2 separate regions of the Oryzias latipes genome follow, and region 1 is linked to region 2. A link is a contact called in public Hi-C data. All regions are on one chromosome and are shown on one strand. Each heading gives the region's core, a stretch centred on a gene start, on an enhancer-like site or on the middle of the called end of the contact. The rest is flanking DNA. Distances are from core to core; before and after follow the strand shown. Region 1 has its middle 11 kb from the start of trnal-cag. Region 2 holds the start of vax2 (ventral anterior homeobox 2).

Region 1 (6,884 bases), core at 3,525-6,024, 43 kb before region 2:
ATAACATGAAACAATCAGTTTACGTAATTTTCATATCTTTTTGTTTGAAGTTCATAACTACATCAGATGACCCAAAGAACAGAATTTGCCGACATGGTGAGCATTAGTAAATGCCTCATCAATTCCTCCGACAAGTTTGCTTTGAAGACTCCTCAGAACATTCTCTAACAGGATAATTGACTTTTAGCTCAGAGGGATCTGGGATGGACCAAACCAAATCAGAGACGTGTGAATTTATTCTATGTCAGACCAAACAATAACTCAAATCTGCTGCTGACTTAAGATAAAAGAATTGTCCAGACTGTTAGCAACATGTGTTAAAGACAGGGTTAATTACAGGCATTTACACACTTGGACAAAATAATTGGTAATCTTCTTTATCTTTTTGCTGCATCCTTTAGGTGTCACCATAGCAAATCATTTGCTTCCTTCACACTCCAACCCATCGCATGTCCTCCTTAACTACATCCATTAACCTCCTCTTTGGTCTTCTTCCTTGTATCTCCAACCTCAGCATCCTTTTACCACTATATTCACTGTCTCTCCTTTCAATGTGTCCAAATCATCTCAATCTGCTTCCCGTCATTTATCTCCAAAACATCTAAAGCAAGCTGTTCCAGTGATAGATTCATTCCTGATTCTGTCCATGTTCATCCCTCCCAATGAGAACCTCAGCATCTGCTTGCAACTCTGCCTTGTATCTCTTCCTCAAAGTCTCTAAACCAACAACACGGCTGCTTTAATTATTTATAGAAATTAAAGAAATATCAGTGATAGCCAAAAAAACTATAGTGAAACTGCTGCAGTTAGCACAAACGCAACAATTTTGTTGTAAAATGTATTTTAGTGGAAGAAAATCTAACAATGATCATTTGAAACTGACAAAATGGAAAATTAAAAAAGATCAATAAAAATTAAGCTATAAAACCAGACACTGCTTTTGAATTTTTGGTTAAGTCATTTAAAAAACAAATGACTGAACAAAGTTTTTGATATGCTTAAAAGTTTTAAAATTAATATGACCATAGACACTTGTTAATCTAAAGCATGCCCTCTTATTAGCATCACAGATATCTTTAACTTGTGATCAGTCAGACTGTCTATTGTGAAGGCTACAGTAATCTGTGTGAAACACATTAAAAAAAGAGGGTTGTTTTAAGAAATTTAAAAGAAAACCATAACCAAGCATGTTAAATTTAAAGGTTATAGAGGATAATATCTTGTTCTAAATGGTATTCAGAATTTTGACATCCTCTGGACTGCATTTAACCCCTCTGGACATATCTGGACATAGGAACTGATGTCGAATATGGATAGCACAACCGCCGAAAACATTGGGTGAACTCAGAGATCAATGTACACTAGTATACATCTTATTACACCTAAACTGCAGTTTTAGTCAAAGATTCAAGGGAATAAAAAAAAAAAAAAAAAAAAAGATTCAAGGGAATGAACCAACGAATACACCACTGTAAGAAACAAATGAAAACAAAAGCTAAAACCAAATTTTCTTCAAAATAAAAGCTTTTTGAAAAGCCACATCCGCTCTATGTTCACGGACACCACAAAAACGCAAAAGAAGATGGTTCCTAATGTAGAAAGTGGAGGCAACTGTATTATGACTGCTTTGGTGCATTTGACTCAATGTGTCTTAAATCTGTTCAGCTACATTCTATCTCAAGACTATCAAGGTATTCTAGATTGAAATGTGTTGGGTATTGGATATATGGATAGTGTGAAAAAGACATTGCCTCAGTCCCAGGTCTCTCCGCAGGGTAATGACACCCATGAAAGTTGAATTAAATCTAAGGTGCTGTTAAAACTGAGGCAGTTGCATCTTCCTCTCCAGAAAATGGGCATAAAACCTGCAGACAGGTGCAGGAGTCTCATGGACAGTCACTAAAAATCATTTGATTACAGTGATTGCCTCAAAAAGTTTTACAACAAAACACTAAAGGTGATATCGTTTTTGTCCGGGCCTGTTGCAGTGTTGTTCTGTTAAAGACCATCTCATGAAAATGTTGGGTATTTTTAACATGTTCTTGTTTTTGTTGTTTTTCTGAAGATGGCAGACATAGGTAAAGAAAATTATGCTCAAATCATGCTGCATATTTGTTACTTTGAAAATACACTAGGAGGGCCACAACCTCCCTGCAGTCCAAAACAACTTAGAGCTGAACTACTAATGAACTACTGGCACTCTCTAGAAACTCTGTCCTAGGCCAAACAGGTTTTTTGATTTAGGCCAAAACTGCACAATTCTAATTAAAAGACCACTGGGAACGCTTTAACAAAAACTCAAAAGATGATCAGAGGGGGTCTTTAAGCAACAATTTAATAAAAGGCACTTTTTCTCTTTGACTTTTAAAATATATTTGTTTCTTTTTTCTACTTCAATGTATTTGAGTGACCATTGTAAGTTTTTCCATCAGTGACAGAGGGCTACCAACAATTTTGATTCACACCTGTAGCTAGCTGTTCAGCGGCATAAAACAGTGAGGCAAGAGACTGAAAATGTATTTAAGATAAAAACAATACAGATATTTTACTGACTCTGTGGCTTCTCTTCATTTAGAGCGACACATTTTACATTCGCTACATATACGCTCACTGGCCAATTTCTTAGGCACATCTGTCAAAATGCTCATAAATGCAATTTTCTAATCACCCAGTCACATGGCAGATCCTCAATACATTTATTAGTGCAGAACTATCTAATTACCTGGATTTTAGCAATTTGGACACCATCCTAACTACTTTTCTTTATAAACAGCAAATATTTCACAAAGTGAAAATCTTATTAATACAAGCAATTTACACAGACTATTTATTAATCCACTGTGTTCTGAAGATTAAAATGTTGTTTTTTAAAAAAAAATACATTTAAATGCAAAAAATGTGTGTAATCCATTGTGGTCTGCATTCGCCAATTTAGTGAGCATTGATGCATACTGGTTTTTCGCAGAGACTTCTTGGAAATTTCCAGGGCACTGGATTTTGAAATTGTAGATTCGGGCAGTACTAAAAAATAGCAAACGCACTATATAGTTGACTATATAGTGAGTAGTGAAGGAATTTGGACATAGCAAGGGTCAGGATGATCTGCTACAGTTCAAACAGAGCGTCAGAATGGGGAATAAAGGTGATTTAAGTGACTTTGAATGGCATGGTTGTTGGTGCCAGACGAGTTGGTCTGAGTATTTCAGAAAGTGCTGATCTAAGGATTTTCGTGCACAACCACTTCTAAGGTTTACAGAGAATGGTCCAAAAAAGAGAAAAAATCCAGTGAGTGGCAGTTGTGTGGGCGGAATGACCTTGTTGATGCCAGAGGTCATAGGAGAATAGCCAGACAGAGATTTACATCATGGTTGTGCAGCAAATGCATGATGATATTGTGTCAATATGGACCAAACTCTCTGAGGAATGTTTCCCCAGTCTGGACCCCACAAGACCTTTTTTCTTCAATGATTTGTGATCTTCACTGGTGTCCATGGATTACATGAAATCCTATCCAAATGTATCCACCTTTGTCATGGTAGGAATAACACTTCAATGTAAGGGTGGGGTCATCTGGACCCCAAAAGATAGCACAAGGGTTAACGTAAACTTTAACATTGTGCAGAAATAATCTAATAAAATATCGATCGTAATAACTTTCTTATCAGACACTTAAAACAAATGTAAATGTATTGATGCAATTGTAGCAGCAATATTTAATGTTTTCTTTGTTATAGTACAATTAGCTTTTAATGCTGCTGGGGGGTTAAATTAAACCAAACTTAATAAAATAAAGAATAAAATAGAATAGAATTTGTTTCTTTTCCGAAGATGGTGGAGGTTTTTTTTCTATTCTATCTTGTTCAATATATTCTTCTGTTCTTCCATTATTGTTATATGATTTGAACCAAATGATTTCACACCTTTTACCTCCTATCTGCTCTAGCATTTGTCATCATTAAACTTGGGTTAAGGAAAAGTACAGTGGTTTCTATGTTGACCAGTAAATCAAACATTTTGAGGCTTAGACAGACCATGACCATTGGAAGTAGTGCTATTAAACTAGCACTACTGTTTGTAAATGGAACCTAAATTCTCCATGAGACTGACTTAAAGAAAGCTCAATCTTAGCCCCCCCTCCTCTACCCCATTCCATATTTGTTACTTGGAATGGGGTAGAAGTGCCTTCTGGGTTCTCTCTTCTTTAGCTTTTTATAATAATTTCTCTTTTATTTGTGTTTGTTTTTGTGTATTTTATTATGAGGGGCTTATTTTATTATTTCATTGCATGTGTGGGGATTGGTGTTTTTTGGGTTCTTGTTTGTTTTTATGAACAGCACCTTGAGCTGTTCTTTTTACATGAAAGGTGCTACAGAAATAAAAATTAATTAGAATTTAAATTTGACTTTATTTCTCCAGCATTCTTCTTCATCTTACTTTTAATTTTAAAAGAGCATCTCAACTTAATTTGCTTTATTCTTTTATATCAGTCAACTCCGCCTTTTTTTTACTCTTTACTTCCTTCTTCTGTCCCTCTTTTCTCCTTCTTCACCTCCCCTCCCTAACTCCCTCCTGCTGTTCAGGGCCTGTTGCTGTTCACTGTACCAGGCAACTTTGCTTCTCTCTTCTTTTGTTGGGGTGACAAAGGGGGCCGGTGCCCTCTCGCAGGCTATGTTACAGGCTGTCACATGAGGCGGACACTCTGGGACAGCCCTGCGTTATCTGCTGTGACAACTCTGATTACTTCCACAGCCCCCAATCTGATCAGCACATCCAGTTCAATTAGTAGCAATTAGTCTTGCCCCCACCCCTCTTGCAACTCAAACCCAACCCTTTACTTCACCTCCTCCTCTTCACTCCCTCAGCTTTCACCTCCCACCTCCTGCTGTGATTCTCCAAAAAAGCTGCCAAGCTTTCAGCAACTCACTCAATCTGGCAAACTAGCTGGAGAACAACTTTGGGTCGACTTGTAGCCTCTGTTCCCCCCGTCACCACACCACCCCCAGTTCACCCTCCAATTATCTTCTCACACACACATTCACACAGTGACTGATTCACACATTCATACTCAAATGCACCATGAGGGCACATATTCAAAGTGACACTTCACACAGAAACTGCCTGTGTCTGCACAGACTTCAGCGCACAAAAATCCACAGCTTCTGCTTAAAAGCAACACACGGTCAAATGCACGGGCGTCCAGCTTGCACACACCCAAATATAAAACCAAAGGTAAAACCAAAATCATAAAAAATAGGTTTGAAATATTAACAGTTTAACAAATAAGTAGCTGCTGTGAATCAGAACTTTAAAGCATTTCATGTTGTTTCTGATCTTTGTTTTGACTGAGCCCATGTACAATTTGTGTTTTCAGTCATTCATACAGCAGTTGTGGACAAAGTTTTGACTCTGTCTGCATGCTATAAGTTAGCTCGTCTGCATTTGTCAAATTGAAGTAGGGTGGATTCACAACGCCCCAAAACTGGCAGGTCAATTAGGCAATTTAAGTAAATGTTAGGGAGGTATTGTCTGAAGCCAGTGCTGTAGGTTCCAAAAAGGGAACAAACAAACAAGCAAAAAAAAGTTCACAAAGCAGGTGACCAAAAAAGGATGTACTGAAAAAATAGAGAGTAAAATTCCTTGAAGTCGATTACCTGTAATGAAGATAGCTGTGGGTAATTACTAACTGATACCTGGTGTGACTGTGAGAGACAGTACAAAACTTCAGAACATATTACAAACCAACATTACTAAAACAAAGCAAAACCAACACAATCCTCACAATATACATTTTTAAAATGGTAGAAAAGATGATCTGACAGCACAACACAGGGTGGTTGGAGGAGACCTGGGGGAGGGCCAGAAATAAAAGAAAACCATAGAACAATCCAGGTTCAAGCACCCAAACAGCAATAGGGAATACAATGGTGAACCTCTCCACAGGAACAGAGCAGGAAGAAGAGGAGCAGTCTTGAAGATTCTTCCCAGTGACAGGAAACATGAAGTGGACCAATCCCAGTGACCCTTTCAAGGTGAAGTGGAGCATTCGCAGCGACCTCCCAAAGCATAGGAAACATGAAGAGGAGCAATCCCAGTGACCCTTCCCATGTGAAGCACAGCAATCCCGGCGACCCTCCCAAAGCATAGGAAACATGAAGGGGAGCAATCTCAGCGACCCTTCCCAGTGACAGGAAACATGAAGGGGAGCAATCTCAGCGACCCTTCCCAAGGTGAAGCAGAGCAATCTCGGCGACCCTCCCAAAGGATGGGAAACATAAAGGGGGGCAATCCTCCCCAGAGGCTTACAAAGTGAATAGAAGGGCGGATCGGTGACCTATGTCAGAGACAGGAAACATGACGAGGTTTGGCCCTGGCATTACCCCTCAGGAACAGTAATGCAGAAGCATGGCTTGACATGGCATGGCATGACTTAAATAGGGTTGTATGAAAACCTTCTTCTAGCAATGGTAAGAGACCTGCTACTGCAGGTTTGTCATGTCATTCTGAAAGATCCTTGTAACCGTACTGTAAGACCCAAAAAATGGATGATTAACTTTAATGAAGACATTTGTGTATAATTAACAGTTTGAACATGTTGTGACTTTAACAGAGGTAACACTACCTAATAATAAAACATAATATAAACCAACAAAAAACATATGTACATTAGATACAGCAAGGGCTGTTTACTCGTAAAACAAAAAGCCGTGGTTAAAATGTAAGTTGATGTCTAGTTAGTATTACAACCCCCCATCCCCTCTTCCTGGGTGATTATGGAATTAACTGGCCTAATCTCTGGAAAAACTTTCAGATGAATTGTTTTTACCTTTCATGAAATATCTTCTTGTAAAAACTATTTAAACCCATTTTTATACTTAAAAAAATAC
Region 2 (6,489 bases), core at 1,576-4,075:
CAAAAAGTTGCCGTTTTTGCCAGCATAGAACGGGGAACCTGCGGCTGCAGACAGTCCCGCTGACCTCCGGGTGACCCCGGTCTCCCTGCAAAAACCCGATCACCGAGACCCGGATTCAAGCTCAAATCCTCACAATGCCGATTTGCTCTAGAAGCGGGATTATATTGAGAGCAAAGCCTCTTCCGTTGCTTTTATCGACATCTTCTTGCACTTCTGCAGGACATTGCAAGCCTGCAGCGACGATGGTTGAGGGCAGAGTAGAAGACGGCTGTTATACATGCATGCATCTATATTTTTTTAACATTTTTTAATGACAAAAACAGTAAACAACAGCAGTAGGTCACACACACGTACAATGAAATCTATCAAAACAAACAATAAATAGACAGATATTGCTCACAATTTCTGGATTTCAGATGGAACTGGCACGAAGTCACGGTTTGAAATTTCTCTTTTCCATCAAAATCTGCTGCTTTTTTAATGTCATGAGCTCGCACCTCCCTCTCTGCATCATTTTCATGCAAATAAAAAACCAAAAATATTACAGTATTTTGTAATTTACAGAAATATTTAATTATAAAGGTGCCAAAAATATTACAACTGACCAGCAGCCACCGAAAGCAGGTGTTCCATAAAACCAAACCCCGTCTGTGAATAAATCTTTTAAGTAAATAATTGAGAATTATGGAGACTTTTGTATTCTTTAAAATATTTTACTGGTTTGATTTAAGAAAAAAATAAAGTTGAGCAACAATGTATTTTTTTTAATCCTTAGATTTCTTTAAAAATTTAGATTACATTACAATATTAATGCTTTAAAAACAGTATTAAATGAAAATGAATTTACTTTACATTGAGTTTAATGATACTTTGCAATTTTTTCAATATTGAGCCAAATTATAATGAAAATATAGCACATTTAGGACAAACATTTTATTGTTTTGCTTAGATTTATTTTGCAAACATAAATCAAAGTTAAATGACTGTGGTTTTGTAAGTTATAAAAGAAAAATAAATGTGAAACTTCGTTTGATTTTTTTCCAGTACAAAATGAAAATCACTTGTTAAATCTCTTTAAAAAACTTTTGAATTTGTTTGTTACATACATTCAAAAGCAAAATACTTATTTTAATTTTCTATATAATGGGTGCTGCCTTGTTTATATTTAAAAAACCCACATAATACTCAGAAAGAAATGCAGAGGCATGCCTTTAAAATATAAGTAAGACTAAACCACACAGATCCAGATGCTTTGTGATGATTGTTATTAATAGAGGAATGATGTTTATGTATTTATTGTCTTTAAAGGCTGTCGGTCAGGTTTTTGTGTCACTATGCACCAACTCATCTAGACGTCTTGTGTTTGTTTGTTGTTTAATTAATGTGTTAGTTTTTCAAAATAAAGGCCTGATAATGTGTTCCAGATATGCTGACAGATTAAATTTATTACTTTTTTCTCTTTTTTGGAAACACTCTACTTTAAAGCTAAGGAACACTTAAAATTTTTTTTTTTTTAATTTACATGAGGGGAGTGTTAAGGCCACCCATTGTTCCGGCTCTCTGTAGAGGTTCTCTGTTGTCACCTCTTTGCTCTTCGGATATTAAATTTGTGTTTAATTCCCATTAAAAATATGAACCGACCCAAATATAATTTTTACCAATCTGATACGCGTTTTCCACTCTGACAGTTTTAAGTAAAGTCTTTGAGGGGAATAAAAAACCATAAAATAAAAACATGAAGGGAAAACTCTGCGCGTTTGTGCGTGAAGCCAATGTTCTTTGTTTTTGTCGCCGTGCACCCACCTCTCACTAATATCCTCCGACAGTAGTCAGGGTCCACTCCTAAAAGTTTGTCGTGCCCATCCTCGCTGGAGGACGTCGGCGTGGACGCGGACGTCCCAGGCGTGTCCGTGGAACTCTGCACCGGGGACCTGCCTCCGATCTCAGTGCGGCACTTGCTCTCGATCCTGTCCGGGCACAGGGGGTTGGGTCCACAGCGGTGGCTCCCATCGCCCATAGTCGTGGCCTGATCGAACATCCACAACCAAGTTAACCAGTCTCTTAGGTAACCTCTGTTTTCCTTTTTTCTCCTTCCTGCAGTTCACTCTTCTTTTTCTACTTTCTTCTCTTTAGAAATGTTCTCCACTAGAGACGAGGAGAGCATGCCCCCACCTCTCCTGAAAAAAAAAATAGATCCACTCACAATGAGGCTACACGGTCCTGCAAAGGAACCGTTTTCAGGTGTCGCGCCATGACGCGCGGTCCGGAGTCCAAACGAAAGGAAGGAGAAGTGTCCTGCCGGAGGAAAGCAGCAGGTCTCACTTTAACTACAGTAGCCTATACGAAGCGCATGGCGACGCCTGCGAGCACTGAGAAGGAGCTGGGAGGTGACAAAAACACGCGCTGCTCACCCGCGTAAAAACAGAGTCAGACTCGTGAAAACAGGAAGAAAACCCCGTTTTTAAAAAATCTCAGTAGTGGTCACAGTTCAGCGTGATCGTGGCAGGAAGAAAAGTTTCTTCTGGTCTGTTTGGTTCGCCTCAGTTCCTGGTCAGACGGGTTGCATCCCCAGATCCTTGATGTGCATGTTGGTGCTGGTGAGGTGCATGAAGGGGGTCTTCTGCTTTTGGGGAGCTCAGAAGAAAAGATGTCTCAGTTCAGACCTTTCACAGAGAGGGGGACGGCGGGGAAGTGGGAAATAGTCAATAGTAAGTACTCGAACACTCTCTGCCTGCTTCTGCCATTTACTTCACAGCTGAAAGAAGCCAGCTTCAAAATAAAAAAAATAAAAAAACACCCCCGCCTTCACAGTCTGAGGATGCTGATGGGAGATGTGTGGATAATGTTGGGAGACGGTATTTCTTACAGAGGCAGGGACTTCCGACGTCATTTCCTGCCAGCGCAAGGCCGCAGCTGATTGGTCCCCCGGCAGGGCACGTTTTGACAAGAGGATGAGCAGCGTTGCAGCGAGGGGCTTAGTCACGGAGATATGAGACAATGATGGTGAGCTCAGGAGCGAGCCAGCAGGACGCAGCGATGTGCGGGTTTCCCCTCCGGAAAGTTTCACCGTTTATCCATCGGGAATTTTCGTGATAAAATCAATCCAAACATAAAGTGTACAACGAAAATAATCTTAAACTCCAAACAGATTTTGCACAAAAAGATGTTTAAACTTAGGTTCCTGCCAAATTGTCTGACCCATACCAGGGCAAATATGTTTTTTAAATAGAAAAACAAGTTACATTATTTTTAAAGAATGTGTCTGCAAAGACATGGAAATAAATAAAATTGAAAATTGAAATTTGCTCTTTAGATATTAACATCTTCGTGTTTTATGGTTGTTTTTTTATATCATTTCCCTCTCAACACTGAAATTGCTTTGTATGAGATTTGGAATATAATCGTTTTCTGATGATGAGAACGCACAGAGGGATGATACAAGCTAAGAAGAAAAATCTAGTTTGTTTTACAACAGCGTGGTCTTAATTGCGCAGCCCGGAGTTTGTTGTGATTGTGAGATAATTTCAGTTGGAGGGACGGAATTCTGCTCTTTACAGGTAAACACATCTTCTGGAAACACAACGCGAAAGAGGCTTTTTGAGATGTAGGGAGGAGGTGGATTATATAATTATAGTTTTGCTGTGTGTGTGTATGTATTTTCTTATTTTTCCTTATCCAAGACCGTAATTACTGCACACAGCCACGGCTCGTTACTCCTTTCAGGTGGCCTAATCTCACAGAGGATGAATAGAAACTGTCAATCAGACGCTGCACTCAGCAGCGAGACAAGAGGAGACTGATTGCTGCTGCTGCTGCTGGCCTGCTCACAAGCGCACACACATGCGCGCGCACGAGTTTTCCTCTCCATTTCTTATCTTGATTGTCTGCTAAAACCATATTCTACCCGCTTGCAAATTCGAATGTCTTTTATTGTGGAAAATAATTACGTCGTAATTTCCATTAAACGCGTAAGTTTTACGCGCGTTTTGGCACACTTTACGGATGGTTGGCGTCTTCCCTTATGCTGTAAAAAAAAGGGTAAAACATAAATGATTGTCAGTTTGCATGCTGCTGGTGACAGATTGAAACTTTGTGTTCCGCGTTGAGCATCACCGCTGAACTTTTTCTGCTCTTTAGCCACTGCGTCCCCCCCCCCCCCCCCCCCCCCCAATGACAAGCCTCCACTGGGTTTATTCAGATCAACCAGATCTGAGTTGACCTCAACTAAATCAGAGCTAAGCTGGTCTCCCAAGATATATATTTTTTTCTTTTCTTGTTATGATTATTAAGAGTTTTTCAAATCTAATTTCATAAAAAAAAAACGTTTCACTCGAAATCCTGATTCCACTAATGCACATAAAGGCCCACATAGTGTCACATGACACAGCCGCCTACAGCCGTCGCTCCCTGTAGGTGTTCACGGGCCGCAAAAGGAAAACTGTTTAATCTTCACCGGCTGTCCCACCCCTCCCCCACCCTGACTGTCCCTGGTGCATCGGCTGGATTGCAGCCTAGTGGAGATGAATCTGATCAATTAGATCAATCAGCAGAGATAACTGTAATCCCGGAGGTCAGGGGGAGGGCAGCGGGCCACGCGGAGTTCACGCATCCAGCACAAGCTCTAGACAAATCTGTGTAGGAATGGCAAACATTCGGCCTCGTGCGCGGGAGCTGAAGAGTTCATCTTTTTGAGTTTATCATGTGGTAAACGCAGGTTACGCACAGGTCTGTCTGTGTGGATCCGCTGGACGCTTCAGTTCCAAACGGTCATAATAAGACTGCAGGTCCATCAAATAAACAACATCACACCCAAATGAATTTCAGGGATTAATGATGCTTATAAACTAGTTAGTTGCCCCAATTGACGACAGGGATGTGTTTATAGAGACTCATGGAGGAAGGAGGGTAAGAAAAAGTGAGATTTTGCACAGTTTTATACAGTTTCCTCTCAATTTTGTACACAGATTACACTCAAATCCTTTACATAGTGAAGATATTCGTTTTCGTTTCATCTACCCAATCCAATGTGACTTGTAGACCATTCTGGGTCTGTCAGAGAGTATAAAGATTTGAATTTTTCACAGTCAACGCATATGGCTTGTGAAAAATGCAAAACAATGGCTGAAAGCGAAAAGGAGACAAGTGCTGAAGGGAAAAAGCCAGGGTGAGATAACTAACATTTAGGAATACATTTGGCCTGATTTCTTTGAAATCATGTTGATCCAATGTGGTAAAAAATGTTGTTATAAAGCAAAACATACTTATAAAGTACTATTAATAAACGCATTTTGAATAATTAAACCGAATTGCGCATGGTTTATGTTTGTATTGATCAGAAATCCCGTTAAAGTCTAAAAAAACATAATTAAACAATTTCTGATTTAAAAAAAAATGCACAACTGCAAAAACATATTATTCCAGAGATAAAATATCACCCCGGAGTTCCCCTGTACTTTACAGTCATTGGTTTCCAGCGGAGTTGCAGTCTGTGCGGGTTTCTCTTTGCGCAAACAAGCACAAAGCAAACAGAACAGCCACCCCCTTTGTTTTTCATTTGTTACATCTGGCCTGATTCATAGCCTACTGCTAATTTAAAACAAAAAATAAAAACGGAGGAAGAAAGTGTGGCCTGTTCAGATATGTCAGTGCGTTGTCAGTTTGACGAGAGTAAGCGCACCAACTTGTGCCAAACTAATCCTAAAGAACAGAGCTTTATTTTGAAACTGGGTTCGCAAACAAAGAAATGTTTTTACTGTTTGCCTGTAAGAATCCACGGCCATAATTCTTTTAGTTTTGTGTATAATAGTTTTTAGGCTATAAATGTACTTTTACGCATAGCCACGGTTTCGACGCGCGCCTGCCATTTCTGTTCAGAGGCTGGATCGTCCCCGCTCCGCTCCGCTTACCGGTTCTGCGTGACGCACGAAGGACGAGTGGAGTAATTTATGTCTCAGACTTTGCAATGGAGCTTGTTTCTGATGCTGGCAGGAAAATATCCAAACAAAACCAAAGAAGAGTTCAAAAACTTGGCTGTCCAACACCTCACCATGTGGCCAATTTCTCTTTAGTTTTTGCTGCCTGTAAACAAAGTTAAAAGGCTCCAATCTGATAAGGGAAAAAAGAAACAACTCCAAGTTATTCCTTGATAGCATATACCATCTCATAATATTATTAAAGTTAACATCATCATAGGAGAAACGGGGGATTTTAAGGGTCAAATTAATTCTCAATTTATCTAAAAAACATATCTTGGCGGATCAAGGTGCAGACAGCAAAATTAAAAAATAAATAAACCAAACGGATTAGACTATAATATAATACTTTTTCAGTTTTTTCATTAATTTACATTTGTTAAAGTTTTATTTATGCTAATCACAAATCTACTTTTAATATTTTACACAATAAGAGGATAAATTCAGGCATACGTTACACACAGAAAATGTACTTTGAGGCGTTAAAACGTAATCTGGGTAAATTTGCCAAAAAATA

The links. A called contact is a pair of places that touch in the nucleus more often than the background predicts.
Region 1: a Hi-C map of gastrula embryo shows a contact between it and region 2, with 2.0 times the contacts expected there. The contact joins the enhancer-like site here to the promoter of vax2 in region 2. A contact is called at or near these places in 4 of 5 Hi-C or Micro-C datasets (embryo and gastrula embryo).

What each region holds. Positions count from the first base shown.
Region 1 is chr18:18,654,856-18,661,739 of ASM223467v1, reverse strand. No RefSeq gene overlaps it. Among protein-coding and RNA genes, the nearest start is that of trnal-cag, 11 kb to the left of the region's middle. Within about 2 kb of position 4,774, at least 1 of the 8 cell types and tissues checked has an H3K27ac peak or open chromatin away from gene starts, as enhancers often do. A contact at or near this core is called in gastrula embryo, where this site is marked.
Region 2 is chr18:18,610,151-18,616,639 of ASM223467v1, reverse strand. vax2 (ventral anterior homeobox 2) reads right to left here and starts at 2,825. Exons shown (of 3, transcript XM_023966383.1): 1 at 1,804-2,825. The coding sequence starts at 2,038.